Regions from separate parts of the Zea mays genome. Here regions 1 and 2 are each linked to region 3. Evidence: chromatin contacts called from public Hi-C data. All regions are on one chromosome and are shown on one strand. The core of a region is the stretch at or near the end of the contact, and the rest is flanking DNA. Distances in the headings are between cores, read along the strand shown. Region 1 holds the start of LOC100194191 (GDSL esterase/lipase). Region 2 holds the start of LOC100193972 (peptidyl-prolyl cis-trans isomerase FKBP43-like). Region 3 has its middle 57 kb from the start of LOC103632521.

Region 1 (4,736 bases), core at 1,124-3,623, 390 kb before region 3:
TAACAAAATATACTTTCGTTTATGCATCAACTATGGAGGAAGTCACATCATCTTTTGTGACGTGGTAGGTGGGAATCAAACCCACAACCTCACCCTCCACCTATGACGTGATTTCTGTCTATATTGCAGTTTTGTTGCCCATATATTAGAACAATCCAACTATAAATTGACTATTTGAGGTTGTAAACGAATTCAAACGAAAAAGTTCTCAACTACAAAGTTTTAAAACTTTTGAAGTTCTATAACTTTTATTTTGATACTTTTTCTATCCGAGGTTGTTTGCAAAATTTGCATTTTGAATTTCACAAATTCGAATGCAATTTTTGAGAGCCGAGGTGATTTCAAATGAAAAGGTTGTCAACTACAAAGTTTTATAACTTTTCAAGATTTACAACTTTTATATTGTTAGTTTTATCATTCGAGGTTGTTTGTGGCTACGGTTTCTTATGAAAACCGTCACTAGAATTCGATTTCTAGTGACGGTTTCATAAAAAATCGCCACTAGAATTCATGAATTTCAATAGACGGTCTTCTTAACGAACCGTATGTAGAAATATGATTTCTAGTGTCGGTTTTATTAAGTAACCGCTATTACAAATAACACTGGCGACTGAATCCGTCTGTGAAAATTAAATCCACCGCATGCTTTGAGCTTGAGGGTTTCTCTTACAATTTCAGGTCAAAAAAACTTTCATATTATTGTTACATAGTGTTCCATAGACATTAAATATACTATACGTATAAACTTGAAGGTTGGAAAATAAATTAATTAAGGGATAATAATTAAGGATAGGCCCTGTGTATATACTCGACGTACGGTGGTTTTCCTTTGTTCTATCCATATGAAGATCATCATAATTCATAAACTGGTGGAAGCCAGCTGCTTGAAGTTGATGGGCGCTGTGTATCGGCCCGGGCGGCTGTCGTAGAAGTTTTGCGCGGTGAGCATCGCCCCGCGCTGGCAAGGGTGCACCCTGTCCCAGAACGCGTGCTGGTCGCGGTTGCTGCACACCGTGGCGTTGGGCAGGCAGTCCGCCTCGGCGCCGAACCTCCCGCCCCCGCAGCACGCGTCGGCGACGTCCGTGTACCCCGACGCCCCCGGGTCGTCGAAGGTGGCCATCGACAGGCCGTAGTAGTCGGCGAGCGAGTAGGTGAAGCCCGGCAGGCGGGAGGCGAGGCTGGCGAGCAGGACCGCGAGGGCGTCGTCCAGGCCCGACGCGAGCTCGTTCAGGCCGTCCAAGCACGCGCCCGTCTTCGTCCCGCCGGACAGCCGCGCCACGGGGACGCAGCCGAGCAGCCCCACGTTGATGATGGCGAACTTCCTCGCGCCCATGGTGTGCAGCTCCTGCAGTGCATGAATGATGGATGTAATGTATATATCGATCTTCTTGATTGCTCCGATCCGCCACATGCGTACGGAATACATAGGAGTGCATACTTACAGTGATGGTTGCTGAGTAGTTGGAGATGAGGCTTGCGTAGAGCGTGGCGACGTCACGCTGCTGGTCGGCAGCTGACTTGTTGTTGTGCGCAGACGCCTGCGCGGTGGCGAAGACGAATAGGTCGTTGCTGCCGACGCTGAAGAGGAAGACGGACCTGGAGAGCAGGAGGTGGGTCGCACGGGAGCCCAGCTTCGTGACCAACTGTGCCTTGGTGGACTTGAAGTACTGCACCTGCTTCGACAATGGGATGTTGTTGCCCGCGTTCTGCATTTCAGGTCGTAATTACATTTTTGATCTCGCTATATCTGATAAACACACACACACGATGCATGAATGAAATAACACTACTGTATTACAGTGGAGTCGAGGATCCCAGCTCCTCCGGAAGCATAGCTGACACCGCTGCCACGAGCTGTGAGGACCAGACGGCCGGTGCTAGGTGCCAACGACAGGTATGGCGGAGGACTAGACGCGAACCCCATGCTCTTTGCTGCACATCCATGCAAGCATGTATGTAGCGCGTATACAAAAAAATAAAAACATGCAGGAAATGTATTGTTTTGTTACCGAGGTAGTCAGCGATGTTGTAGCCATTGCTGAATCGTCCAGTGGGAACGGAGCCCGGGAAGTCGATACCGTAGTAGGGCTTGTTGGCCTGGGGCACGCCCGGCCCCGCCAAGTAGTTGTTGTTGCCCACATCCAGCGTGGAGTCCCCGAACACAAACATCGCCGGCGGTCGGCCACCTGCAGCTGCAGAAGCAGCGACGATGGCCGGCGCTTGCAGGGACGATAGCACGAGCAGGCACGGCAGCAACGACATGGCTGAGTGGCTGTAGCCCACCACCACCACCACGGTGGGTCACTGGTTCTAAACTTCTAATACAGCTACCTACTACTAGCCCACACTGAAAAAGCTGTGAGTTGTGTGGAGTTTGGTGGGTGAAAAGGGATCAGCTACGTGCTCCTCCTTATAGTCGAGGCCGTGCGAGTTGACTGATCGTATCTCCCTACTGATTCTCTGCCGGGCACGCATAAATAGTCGTTGACTGCTAGAAGGGGAAAACAAAAATGAGCAGGTCCTCGTCATCGTGTCGTGTGTGCATGTGCAATAATAAGGCCGGCTGGGGCGGCAGCTTTCGACGTTGCTGCAATATTCTGATTTGATAGATTTATATGCCACAACAAGAGGAACAACCATTTTCGCCGGTTGGCATTATTTTCGCCGACCAAATTTCAGTCATCGAAAATAAATTTTAATTTTCGTCGGCTAACAAAAATCGTCGAAATTTAATGTAAAAACGACGGCATGGTACATAAGAGCATCTCCAATAGTTATGTAAACAAATCCTTAAATATGAATTTAACAAGTTTTCAAGAAAAACTCTTCTCCAACAGTTATGTAAATCAGTTCCCTAAATTTACAAACTCCCTACAAAACTCAATTTCATCCCTACATTTACCAACCTTGTTGGGACTCCCTAAATCAACGTTGGTAATAAATCCATCGTGAAAATCACACTTTTACCATTGTTTTGCGTTGTCCCACTGTCCTGTTGACCACAAATCCATCGGGAGCGCCCAGATGTCTTGATGTCGTCACTGCTACACAACCTCTTACGTCGAGGCGTCGTCAGAGCACATCCTGTGATGTCTTCACGCCATCACCGTGACGGTCTGATCTTCCATCGGTAACTTCGACCTCTCAAGACATCAGAGAAGATTGTTGATATTGATTTCTACCGCCGACTCAGTTAAAAATAGAAAGCATGCTCGCTTATTTTATATTGACATAGACAACTTTTAAAATTAGCAACCAATAAATAGGGAACTGTTGAAGCACATACATTTTTCTACTTCTTAAAGTATTTTAGGAACTTCTTAAATCTATAATTTAGGGTGCTAAATTTACATAACTATTGGAGATGCTCTAATCGCAGAAAGTTAACGTATTTTCAGTAGCCACCTCAATGGCCACCGAAGGTTAACGTTTTTATAGGCCCCGTGACCTCCTCTTTCTCTCTCTTCCCACGTGCACTTTCCCCATGTCGTCTCTGTGCGCCACGCACTGTGGCCTTTCTCGACACCTGCCATATCACGCCGTGTTGCCCCCACCCGCGGTCGCCACCGCCGCATAGCGCCGCCTCCAGCCGGCCCCGTCCGCGCCCTCCTCGCCGGAAGCCCATGGTCGTGCGCCACCGCCACGCCGCACTCTCCTCGTCGAGAATCCACGCTGGCTCGCCGCACTGGCCCCGCCCTGACCGCTAGTGCCTTGCTGGGCCCTCCTCGCTGTGCCGCAGCGCCGCCTCCAGTGCAAGCCACACTTGCCTCACCACGCAGCCCTCGTCCTCGACTGTGACTCCGTCTGTTCACCATCACCATCGTGACACCGGCTGCAAGAGGTTAATATTTTGTTTGCATTTTATTATTTATTTTTGGTGGCCGATTTTAATTAGACGCCGAAATTAATGATTAATACTGTATTTATTGTTTGATTAGACATTTTTTATTATGTATGGTTAGTTAGTTGTTATTTGATTAGACCGTTCAAATATTGTTTGATTCTATTAACTAATATAACGTTTAACTTAAATTTCATATTAACATGAGTTATTCTTTAGTTTGATTCCATTAACAGCACATTTAATTTGGTTTTAGAGTTTAGAGATGTTTTAATTTAATTTCATAGTAACATGCTTTATTATTTAGGTTGATAAGTGTGTTATATTATTATTTTAGTCATTTCCTTATTAGCATGTGTTATAGTATTGTTTTTATAGCGAAACTTATGTGTCACTCGTTTCAGATAGGTTCGTCTCACGTGCTTGACATATGTGAGACGTATCCATATGAAATTGTCCCTATTATGGATAGCCTCGGAGTGACCGACATGACGCTGATTTATGACAAGTCAGTAGGACCTGAAGAAAATTTCGGTGGCATAACCTCACTGTTCTCCACTGCACCATACTTGGCGTGCAGCTAGAGAACAACGAGGTTATGCTATCGAAATTTTCTTCAGATCATGTTGGCTTGTCATAAATACGTGTTCTGTCGGTCACTGTTGGATGGGTTCAGGACCTATCCTTGCCTATAGATGTAGGATCGAAGCCCTTGTGAAAGTTGAATAAAGTTTTTATGATATGGTCCGCTTTAATAGCCTCAGGCATGTCAGAAGGTCGTGAATGAATGTACAATGGTTGGAGTAGTAATAGATGTCATTCTGATGAGTGGGTAACCAAGGCCAAACATTTTGTAGACCGTACGTTCTCCTTGTCATTAACCGGCACTGTCAGA
Region 2 (4,949 bases), core at 2,203-4,702, 430 kb before region 3:
AAGAACAAGATGTCAAATGCGTACAGCATTGAAGGTGGAACTGTAAGCTTTCTTTTCTCGCCAACACGCATACCTACAATAAATTATGAAAATATAATTTATAACACTTACTCAAATGCCCTTGAATAAAAAAAATCAAGCTCTGCAATGGTTACCATGAATACCAACATCCCATCCACGGATAACTTTTCCAGCACCTTAATCAGCACAAGATACAGCATTAGTATTTATATTAAGAGGTTCAAGACTAGTATATATGTGAGCATGTTTGCAAATATATACCAAGCTTGAACTTGTAAGGCTTTTCACTAACATTAGACTCAACAATTTTCCCATCCTTCAACATGCCAACATATTTGATATAGACCTGCACAAAAAATGCATGATAGCTTGCATCATTTCCTTTTCTCATGAGTGTATTAGACCATAAAGCCACACATGATCAAATAACTGATAACAATACATTATCAGTAGAAATCTGTGTGACAGACAAATGAAAGGTCATCAGAGAGAACTTTATCAAGCCTATTGATATGAAATTTGCAACTAAAAGCATATCCAAAACTCTGCAAAGAACTAAAAGCAGCTACCTTGCAGCCATCAGAAGCCACTTTTGCATCATTGTTTCCCATTGACAAATATTCAACCACCAACCCGTCATCCAATGTTCTTATATTGGACTGCTTCTCATTATTTTCCCCTGATTGATTTCTCATCTTTTTCTTTGATTTCTTTTTTATTTCATCAACTTGTTTTGAAACAGATGGTGCATTAGCATCTGTCATATCCCTGATCATGAGATGTTATTAGTTATAGATCAGTGGATCGTAGATATGTGAAATACATAATCCTAAGTAGGAACCAAGGGTATACATTGACGATGCAGGATCCTCGCTGATGGAAGACTGTTTTCTTTTCTTGACATCAATAATCCTTTTTTTGGTGATGCCATTTGCCTGTCCATTTTGATGTTCAGTTTCCTCAGCAACCTTAGCATTGTCTTTCTTACCCAATGCAAGAGAAATAGGTACATTATCATCTTCATCACTGTCACTATCAAATATTGAAGCTCTACGTTTGACAACAGGTTTTGTGACAGGAGTGTCATCATCACCACTATCAGATATTTTAGGAGCACAGCGCTTCGCAACATGTTTCATGACTGGAGTATCATCATCATCGTAATCAGTGCTACCTACTTGGTGCTTCTTCAAGCGCCGCCGTCTTTCAGCATTTTGAGTCGTTTTTTCAGCTAATTACACAAAATTGGAAATTTGTTAGAGAACATGAATATAGAACTGTAGGCAGGTATCTGTATTAAACGTATGGAAATGTACAATGGCTATATGTAAATAAACATGCAAGCAGGGGCGAAACTAGGCATAAGCTATTCTTGTGCATGGATAGTAAATATCTAAAACATTGTATGGTTAAAATGAGCTAGTTGATATTGATTTTTTCCCTTCTCCCTGGTGCATGTGTACCACCATAGGACACTCTAGTATCACCCCTTTAAGAAAACTGCTTAGACAGATAAGCACACATAAAGAAAGAAATTAAGTATAATGGTAATAGTAAGAATATAACAACAAAGGCAATGTTAAATTCACATCAAAGTCAGAAGCTATCTAAGTGATTGTCCAACAGTACAATATTCTGGTTCAATGCAGGTACATATGGTTCAAGATATGTAGGATCAGGTCCAGACAAATATCAAATAGTAAAACCAGTTACATGGATCAACCTTTTACCTTTTTGTCTGTGGCATCGTTGGGTGCACTCATCATCACTGTCATCTATAGAACCAGACCCATACTTCTCAGATAATGGAACTTCACGATCATCAATGAAGTCAGATTCATAGCTGTCCTCACTGGTATCATGCTCCTCATCGGTGCTGGAGTGCCCAATATCTTCCCCATAAGATTCTCTAGTTACATGTTAAGGATGACTTCACAGTCTGAAAGTTACATAATTGAAACAAAGACATTACACTATTGAAATGGATACGATTCATCATCCCCCACATTAGACCTGTTGCTTGCACAGACATAGTATCCAGAGAGATGTATCGAACTATGACCAATTACTGAGAAGATAACATCATCAACCTCCTCAAACTCAACCTCTAGATGGCATGTCTCGGCCAATTTCGGATTTAGACTACAAAGTTTGATGGGAATCTTGTTGCCAACATTGCATTGCAGCACCGTCCTTGCAGCAGCATCACAGTTGCCCAGTGTAGCCTATAAAAATTAAAAGATTTAGTTACAGACACATTCGATACTGTTAAAAAGGGTGGTGCTTAGAATTGAAGTTTTGATCCCTCCCAAGTACATTCATTCAATTCCAGCGGCAAGATAGGAATAGTTAACTGAAGTATCATATAGTAACCAAATGAAAAGGAACTAACAAGGCATTCAGCTCCATTTAGTGCAGTGTAAATCTAAATTTTATATCGATCTTAATGTTTAGTTCAAACAAGCTTCGTTTAATGCAGTATAACCATATTTTTTTTATTGATTTTAATGTAGCAAGGTCATGTAACCAAATAGGCTGACTGGAAAACATTTCTGCATCAGAAGACAATCAAAAGCAATTACACTCATAGAATATACCATCCTGATTTCAAGACCTTCTCTGTTATGAAACATGATAGATAGAAATCAAACAGAACATATACCCATGCCAACAAAACCAAAGCATAGGAGTAGGAAACTACAAAGGGCAAAAGTCACACGTTAGTTGGACATAGGGGCAGTGCTTCAGTGAGGCAAACTCCACTAGATGTACACATCATCAACTAGCTAACCTTTGTAAATACTCAATCTATCAATCGTAGTTCATTGTTGAACTCCTGCTGGATTTACATGCAAGCTCTGTCACTGATTGGACAAATGACAAGTTTGAAGGAAAAAAAGCCCAACCTGGCAAATGCGGAGGCGGCCATGGTCAGCGTGATGGATGTGGGTGTAGGGCTTCCCGGGCTTCACTTCCACCCCTGCATCCATCAATCGGACAATTCATCGCGTGCCAAGCAGATAACAGATGAAACAAACTAAACATGGCAAGGACGCTCACCCCAGAACGCCATGACTGGGATGGATTGGGGGATTCGCGGAAGCCGCAACTCCAACGAACGCAACTAGCAGCCTGCAGCCAATCCACGAAAAGGACATGTTAAGCTGTACAAGAACAATAGTATCAAGCAATCACCCGGGAGGCGGCGCGCTGGTCGAGTGTGAGGTTTGGGAGTCGGCGGCGAGGGACAAGGGTTAGGTAGGCGACGACGGCCGGCGGGAATAGATGTACCTTGACGTGGGTCGTAGCCCAGATGAGTCGCAGCGGAGTCTGCGGAGATGGTTGCAGGCTCGCAGCGCCGCCACACCTGCTTCGGCGCGGGGCAGCAGGGGGGGGGGGGGGGGGGGAGTGCAGGGATAGGAGAAAAGGGGTTTATTGATGATGGCCGAGGGCAAATAGTCAAATAATCTCTAATACTTATTAAGCCGGTAAGGGTAGTCTGCTGTTCTGTCTTCGTTCAATCTGGATCGTTCATCGCGGTTGTTCAATCTTGATCGTCCATCGCCATACTAACCTGCTAGTCGTGCCCTTTTCACCCCGTCCCATCCGCGCGCGCAAAAATTCGACACAAGTTGACAATACCAAGAGCTGATTACATGAGCTGACGGCTTCCTCTGTAGCAGGAAGGTTTATAAGTTGCTACCGCAATCTTTGGCTGGCCGATATAATACAATATATTTGCGCCACGATAGCCTGCTTGTGCTGCGTTATTTGGTTAACGTATGAGGCATATCTATCAATTAAATTATATAATGCCCATCTAGGAAAAACCCTAGAGACTTCATCCCGTAGGCAGTCGCGATCCGTACGCCGTCGCTGCTCCTGCCTGAGACGTCGGGCGTGTGCCTCCATTCCTTGATCCTGATTTCTGCCACAGTTTGACTTGTACTTGACATGATTCATCCGCCGACGACAGCCCAATCAGCAATCAACGGACCAATCCATTGTTTTCCCTTTTGAGGTACGTTTTGATTTTGTAGTAAACTGCAGACCGCACACAGCATTCTATTCTAATCTAGCGCCTATCAATTCCGTAGCATATTAGCATTTTTATTTGTTCATGGAGACATGAACGAGCTCCCTCAATATGATGTTGGATTGTTTATTTGTTTTCTATTCTGAACCTGTACGTGCTAGGCTGGTTGGGCTCCTCCTCTACTTATTTTATTTTTTATGTATTAACTAGGTGAGTGTCTGTGCGTTGCAACGGGAACATATAATATCACAGCAGCTTATATACGAATGTGTTTTATACTGTTACGAGAAAAGGTCCTCGAACACCAGGTGGCCTAGGCTACGGTGACGGAGACGTTGCCGACATGGCAGCGCATGAGGTCGTGCCACCAGAGTAGGTCGTCGCAGCCCTTAGAGTCGTCCCCAGAGGAGACCGCGGCACCAGGAGCCAATGAGGTGGGCCAGACCCGCCACACACCGAGAGGAACCTGTGGAGCGGGCAAGCATGCTCCTGCCGCATCGCCGCCGACGGCGTCCCCGAGGCAGCACGGGCTGCGGGGGGAGGGGGTCAGTTTTGGTGGTGTGGGGAGGCGAGGGCGAGGGTCGCAATCAGCCGTATACAAGAAGAATGGGGGCGGGGACGGAATGGAACGACGAGCGACCCGAATGGGCGGAACTATCGGCACGGAGTTCGTGGGGGGCGACAGCGAGGTTTTTGGGGCAACGAGCGGGCGGGGACGACAATTGGGAGAACAAGGGCGAGGGGGCACCGGGGGAAGGGCGTGGCCTTGGCCCCTGTGCACGCCCTCCTTTGCCTCTTAATAGGAGTAGAGATATGATTTTTATAAATAATATTTAGGTGCTCGTACGTTGTTACGGATCCTATATATCACATAAATAAACCTTGTTTAATT
Region 3 (4,846 bases), core at 1,430-3,929:
AGATCTATGTGAGTTAACTATTAAACTATATTATAAATTGATTAATATACATCATATGAGAGAATATCTTATAAATAACTAACTCAACTTTAATCTAAGTCATTACTTGATCATCTTTTAGGCCAAAGATAACTATAAGATCATGATACTGTATTAGTATTAGAAAAGCTAATCGAGAAAATATAGATTAATCAAATTAGTTACCTAATTATAAAAGTATGGTATATCATACAATCAATGTTGCTACTGCGTAGTAAATATTTATACGAAGCTAACACAACTTGAGCGGATTGAAACAGAGTGAAAATGGATTAGTTATGATTTTTTGAAGTTATTTAGTACCTAAAATAGAGTAATTCAAGGGAATAATTTTAATTCAAGTTTCATGGCTAAACAAAGGTACTAGATGATGAACAATATTGAAACAAAATTATTGCAACTGGAATGAATCAATTTAAAGCTAAAATGAATTAAATATGAATTATACAAGTTTCTGGATTTATTTTTGTATTAAAATCATTTTCTAAATTTAATTAACTTATTTCTGTGAGTTTTGGACTGGGCGCCAAAAACAGAGAAGCACAGGGTCTATTTCATAAAAATTTCTAAGACTCAGGTGTTCATCAAGCTGGACGGTGGGTTTATTCTAAAGGAAGGTGGGGTTTCTTTTGCAAATTGGCGATCGAAGGGATATTGTTGGGTCATGACCGTAGGATCACTCGCGTACGGTCAGGATTAGAACGGATCCCTGATTTATAATATTGACGCGCGAGACTCAACCGTTGGTCGAGGATCAAGAGTCCAACATGGTTTAGCCGAGGCGTTAACCCTCCATTTAATCTAGGCCACCAGTGGACAGATCAACGGCTACCATCAGCCCCAGTTGACGATCAAATCTCCACTGTTTAAACGCAGCATCAACGGTACCTGGCCAGCGCTCCTTCTCTGGTCCCAAGCCCAACGGCACACAGAGCGCAGCCATGGCGCAGCCGCGGAATACGCTGATACGTAGGGATGAAAACGGTTTCGGAATTTTTCGGTATTCCGGAAACCGATTTCGAAATTTTTCGGTCGGATTCATCGGTAACGGTATTTTTCGAAAACGGAATCGGTTTTCGGAATTTTCTATCGGTATCGGAATCGGCGTGGTGTTTTACCGACCGTTTCCTTCGGTTACCGGTTTTTGTCGGAAATTACCGGATTTGTGTCTCGGAATTTTCCGGAATTGTGTCTCGGAATTTTTCGGAATTGTGTCTCGGAATTTTTCGGAATTTTCCAGCATGTGATTTTTCGCATCGCCTGTACGTCTCTAGATAAGGATTACTTATTTTTGTATTTTTTGGACACCTTTAGATTTTTTTTGGATAGATGGTGTTGGAAGGCAGTTGAGATTAACGATTTGGTCTTTTCCACAAACTAGGTTTTAGGGTTTTCCTGTGAGGTTGTGAAAAACTCTTTAGGAAAAAAATATTTCATAAGTAAGCATGTCATGTCAGCTAGATCGAGTGGATAATGTGAATTGTGAATTTTGAGTCTATGAACTTGTGATCTTTATGAACTTGTTATACTGCGAACTTGTTATATTGTGAACTTGTGGTCTTTGTACACTTTTTATATTATAAATTTGTGATCCTTGTGAACTTTTTATATTGTGAACTTGTTATATCATGAATTGTGAACTTGTGGTCTTTGTGATCTTTTGTCAACTTTGTTGTATTATGAAGTTTGATATATTTACCGATTGTACTTTAGATTCCGACCGTTACCGGTGTATTTTCCGCACCAAACTTTCATTTCCGATGTTTCCGAAATACCGATATCGTTTCCGTTTCCGGAGTTACCGTTTTCGATTTTGTTTCCGATAAAAAATATGAAAACGGTAATGATTTTAGTGTTTACCGACCGTTTCCGACCGTTTTCATCCCTACTGATACGGCACCCCGGCCATCAGCACGACCCTCAGCTAAGCGAAAAGAGAATGCGGTGACAAAGGGCATTACGAGGTAGTCGATCTTACCTTGAATTGTGTGCAGAAGCACACACCGACGATGGGAGGTGGCATCGCCGCGGCCAGACTGCTCCACGATGATGTTGGTATTCCAGCGAGAGATTCTAGTGATGCCGAGGCCCCCTCCGGCTAAGTGATGCTACGGATGCCTTCCAGACGATCAAGTGCTAGCCCTTGACTCCCAATGCCATCCACGGCACGCAAACGCCACACAACCAATTTCCCCCGCAGCGGCCCTGATCGTGGCACGAGGCGGTCTTGTAGCAGTCCATTTGCTTCAGCGAGCAATCCATCCGCCCAAGATGATACTCTAGACTAGACTAGACTAAGCCATGTGCACATCCGCCATGATTGGGCGAGTCACCACGGCTGCTTCACAGAGGCTCGGCGACAACCAAGGCGCGGGTCGACGCAAGCTACTTCCCTCTCTGCCTTCTTCTTGCTTGGCGGCAGGGCTCTCGTTGCTGGTTAATGGGTTGGACAAAGAGGGGGAGGCGAGCTCGGTACTTATATCCGTACCAAGGTGGAGCCGCTTAGAGGCATCCGCATGGCGAGGATCTTCGGTGGTTTACCTGAAATCCGATCCCGACGCGCAGCTATGGTTTGTTACGGTGGATAAGCAGGACAATGGAGCTGACGAGGGAGGCCCACGCGGCAGTGGCATTGGGGAAGAGAAAAAAAGGAAAAGGGAGAGGAGCAGTGGGCTGCGCGGGAGGGCGATCTGGGTTGGCTAAGTTGAATTCGGCCCATGACCACGTTCCTTCTCTCTTTTTTCTTTTCTGTTTTTAAGTTCCAATTTCCTTTCAATTTCCTGTTTTCTATTTCAATTTAAATCCAAGTTCGAATTTGGTTTAAATTGAGTTTTAAATCTGGGTTTCCAGTTTCCTAATTCCAAATAAATGCACAGTCAAAACTTCAATATGAATGCATGAATATACTTTTATTAATCTATTTATTATTTTATTTATGAAAATGCTTTTGAATATGTCACTTATATACTCCAAATTGTAATTTTTATGAAAGTAATTTCTAATATATAACTTATGTTAATTTAGACACTTCAAGGAAGTATTTATAAATACACTACTCATATAAGGGTCTTTTTATACAGTCTCCTAAAAATTATTTAAAGGAAATATGCCTCTTTTAATAAGATAGATAATTATAATGGCTCCTTTATTATTTCTCAACTGACTAGGGTTTTAGGAGCTAGATTCCAAGGTTTACATACGGTCGCCAAGTTAAACCGTTGGATATAATGTGATCGTCGTAGATTTCTCCGTTTCTTGTGCATAAGGTTAAAAGGGTATTAGAGTCTAGGTGAGATAGGAGTTGGGCAAATAAAATGAGTCAAATCACGTTACAGCACCATAGGCGACTCCAAGTTATGTAGCACATTATATTGTAGCATATTTTTCTATGACTAAACTTGCGACAATCATACTGTTGGAGGCCTGCTTCTTCGCCGAAGATCCTCTAAGCAAAAACACCTTCGGCAGGTCGGCACATAAGCAAACACAGCACGAAGGTGCAGGCCGAAGCTACGATCAAGGGAGCTTCGGCATAGTGACATGCCTTGAGACGAAGGTCTGCACCGACTTAAACAGGAAAAGACTGATTACTCCATTATAGTTTGTGTCATATTTATAATTATTTATCAAGGGCATGAATGTAATTTCGACCTGGCTGCGTCCCGTGCCTATAAATAGATGAACAGTAACCCCGTACTGTTCACGCTGACTTATATTCACTCGCGCGTCTCACTTGGATTTTTGCCTTCTGTCAAGCCGAAGGTACAAATGTAATTCAATGTTGTTCATATTCATGATATAATAAAGACATATTAATGATGTCATATGATTATTCATGTTATTTCTCATGTTTCATATGCTTCTACTTCCATTAATATTCATTGTGATGATGAAGGTATGTCTTTCATAACCTTCGTCTGAAGATCATTATATCCTAAGGGAGATAATGCTTTGGAGGACGAAGGACTTTAACTACTAATGTTTTATGTTGCCTTATTCTTAACTTATAGCATTTGAGAACAAGTCCCCAACATTGGCGCCCACCTCCGGTGAACTCACTTCCACAATTGAGCTGATGGCTTCGTTCAGCAACCAAGTTGTAGCACCTTTGGCTACGAAGCTGGTGCTCCCAATCACGGGTGATTCAAGTGCAGAGCCAGCCAATAAGAAGCAGAAGAAGGAAGCATAGAGAAGAGTGCAACATGTTGGGGTGCAAGGACCCTTCGTCAGGTCCAAGTGGTCTCACATCCCAATCACCTTCTCCCAGGAGGATCTTCAGCTAAAAGACTATCCTCACAATGATGCTATGGTCATATCTTATGTCATCAAGGGATTTCTAGTCCACAATGTTCTGGTTGATACAGGAAGTGCGGTGGACATTATATTTGCAAAGGCCTTCAAGCAGATGCAAGAACCAGAGGACAAGATTCATGATTCTACACACCCTCTTTGCGGCTTCGGAGGACGGCAGATTGTAGCACTTGGCAAAATCACAATGCCAGTTACCTTCGGCTATGTCCACAACACAAGAACTAAGCAAGTTGTTTTTGACATTGTCGACATGGAATACCCATATAATGCAATCATTGGTCGAGGGACACTCAATGCCTTCGAAGCAATACTTCATTTAGCATACTTATGCATGAAGATACCTTCAGAACAAGGGCACATTGTTGTCCATGGAAGTCAAGAAGATGCTAGAAGAGCTGAAGGGAGTTGGACAGATTGAAAGGCAATACACAACATAGATGGAGCCGAAGCTTGTCAACAATATAAGCACAAAAGAGAGAAGGCTGCTTCGGCAGAT

The links. A called contact is a pair of places that touch in the nucleus more often than the background predicts.
Region 1: a Hi-C map of leaf shows a contact between it and region 3, with 4 times the contacts expected there. The contact joins the promoter of LOC100194191 here to the enhancer-like site in region 3. A contact is called at or near these places in 2 of 25 Hi-C or Micro-C datasets (ear and leaf).
Region 2: a Hi-C map of leaf shows a contact between it and region 3, with 5 times the contacts expected there. The contact joins the promoter of LOC100193972 here to the enhancer-like site in region 3. A contact is called at or near these places in 3 of 25 Hi-C or Micro-C datasets (ear, endosperm and leaf).

Annotation. Positions count from the first base shown.
Region 1 is chr7:84,252,471-84,257,206 of Zm-B73-REFERENCE-NAM-5.0, reverse strand. It overlaps LOC100194191 (GDSL esterase/lipase), which reads right to left and starts at 2,373. Exons shown (of 4, transcript NM_001139236.1): 1 at 2,010-2,373; 2 at 1,799-1,932; 3 at 1,443-1,706; 4 at 606-1,345. The coding sequence starts at 2,262. The coding sequence ends at 860. LOC103632524 (a long non-coding RNA gene) reads left to right here and starts at 3,484. Exons shown (of 5, transcript XR_555993.3): 1 at 3,484-3,841.
Region 2 is chr7:84,301,130-84,306,078 of Zm-B73-REFERENCE-NAM-5.0, reverse strand. It overlaps LOC100193972 (peptidyl-prolyl cis-trans isomerase FKBP43-like), which reads right to left and starts at 3,452. Exons shown (of 11, transcript NM_001139040.2): 1 at 3,313-3,452; 2 at 3,082-3,153; 3 at 2,928-3,001; 4 at 2,011-2,246; 5 at 1,752-1,930; 6 at 874-1,252; 7 at 591-789; 8 at 283-367; 9 at 156-197; 10 at 25-73. The coding sequence starts at 3,094.
Region 3 is chr7:83,865,699-83,870,544 of Zm-B73-REFERENCE-NAM-5.0, reverse strand. No RefSeq gene overlaps it. Among protein-coding and RNA genes, the nearest start is that of LOC103632521, 57 kb to the right of the region's middle. Within about 2 kb of position 2,679, at least 13 of the 20 cell types and tissues checked have an H3K27ac peak or open chromatin away from gene starts, as enhancers often do. A contact at or near this core is called in ear and leaf, where this site is marked.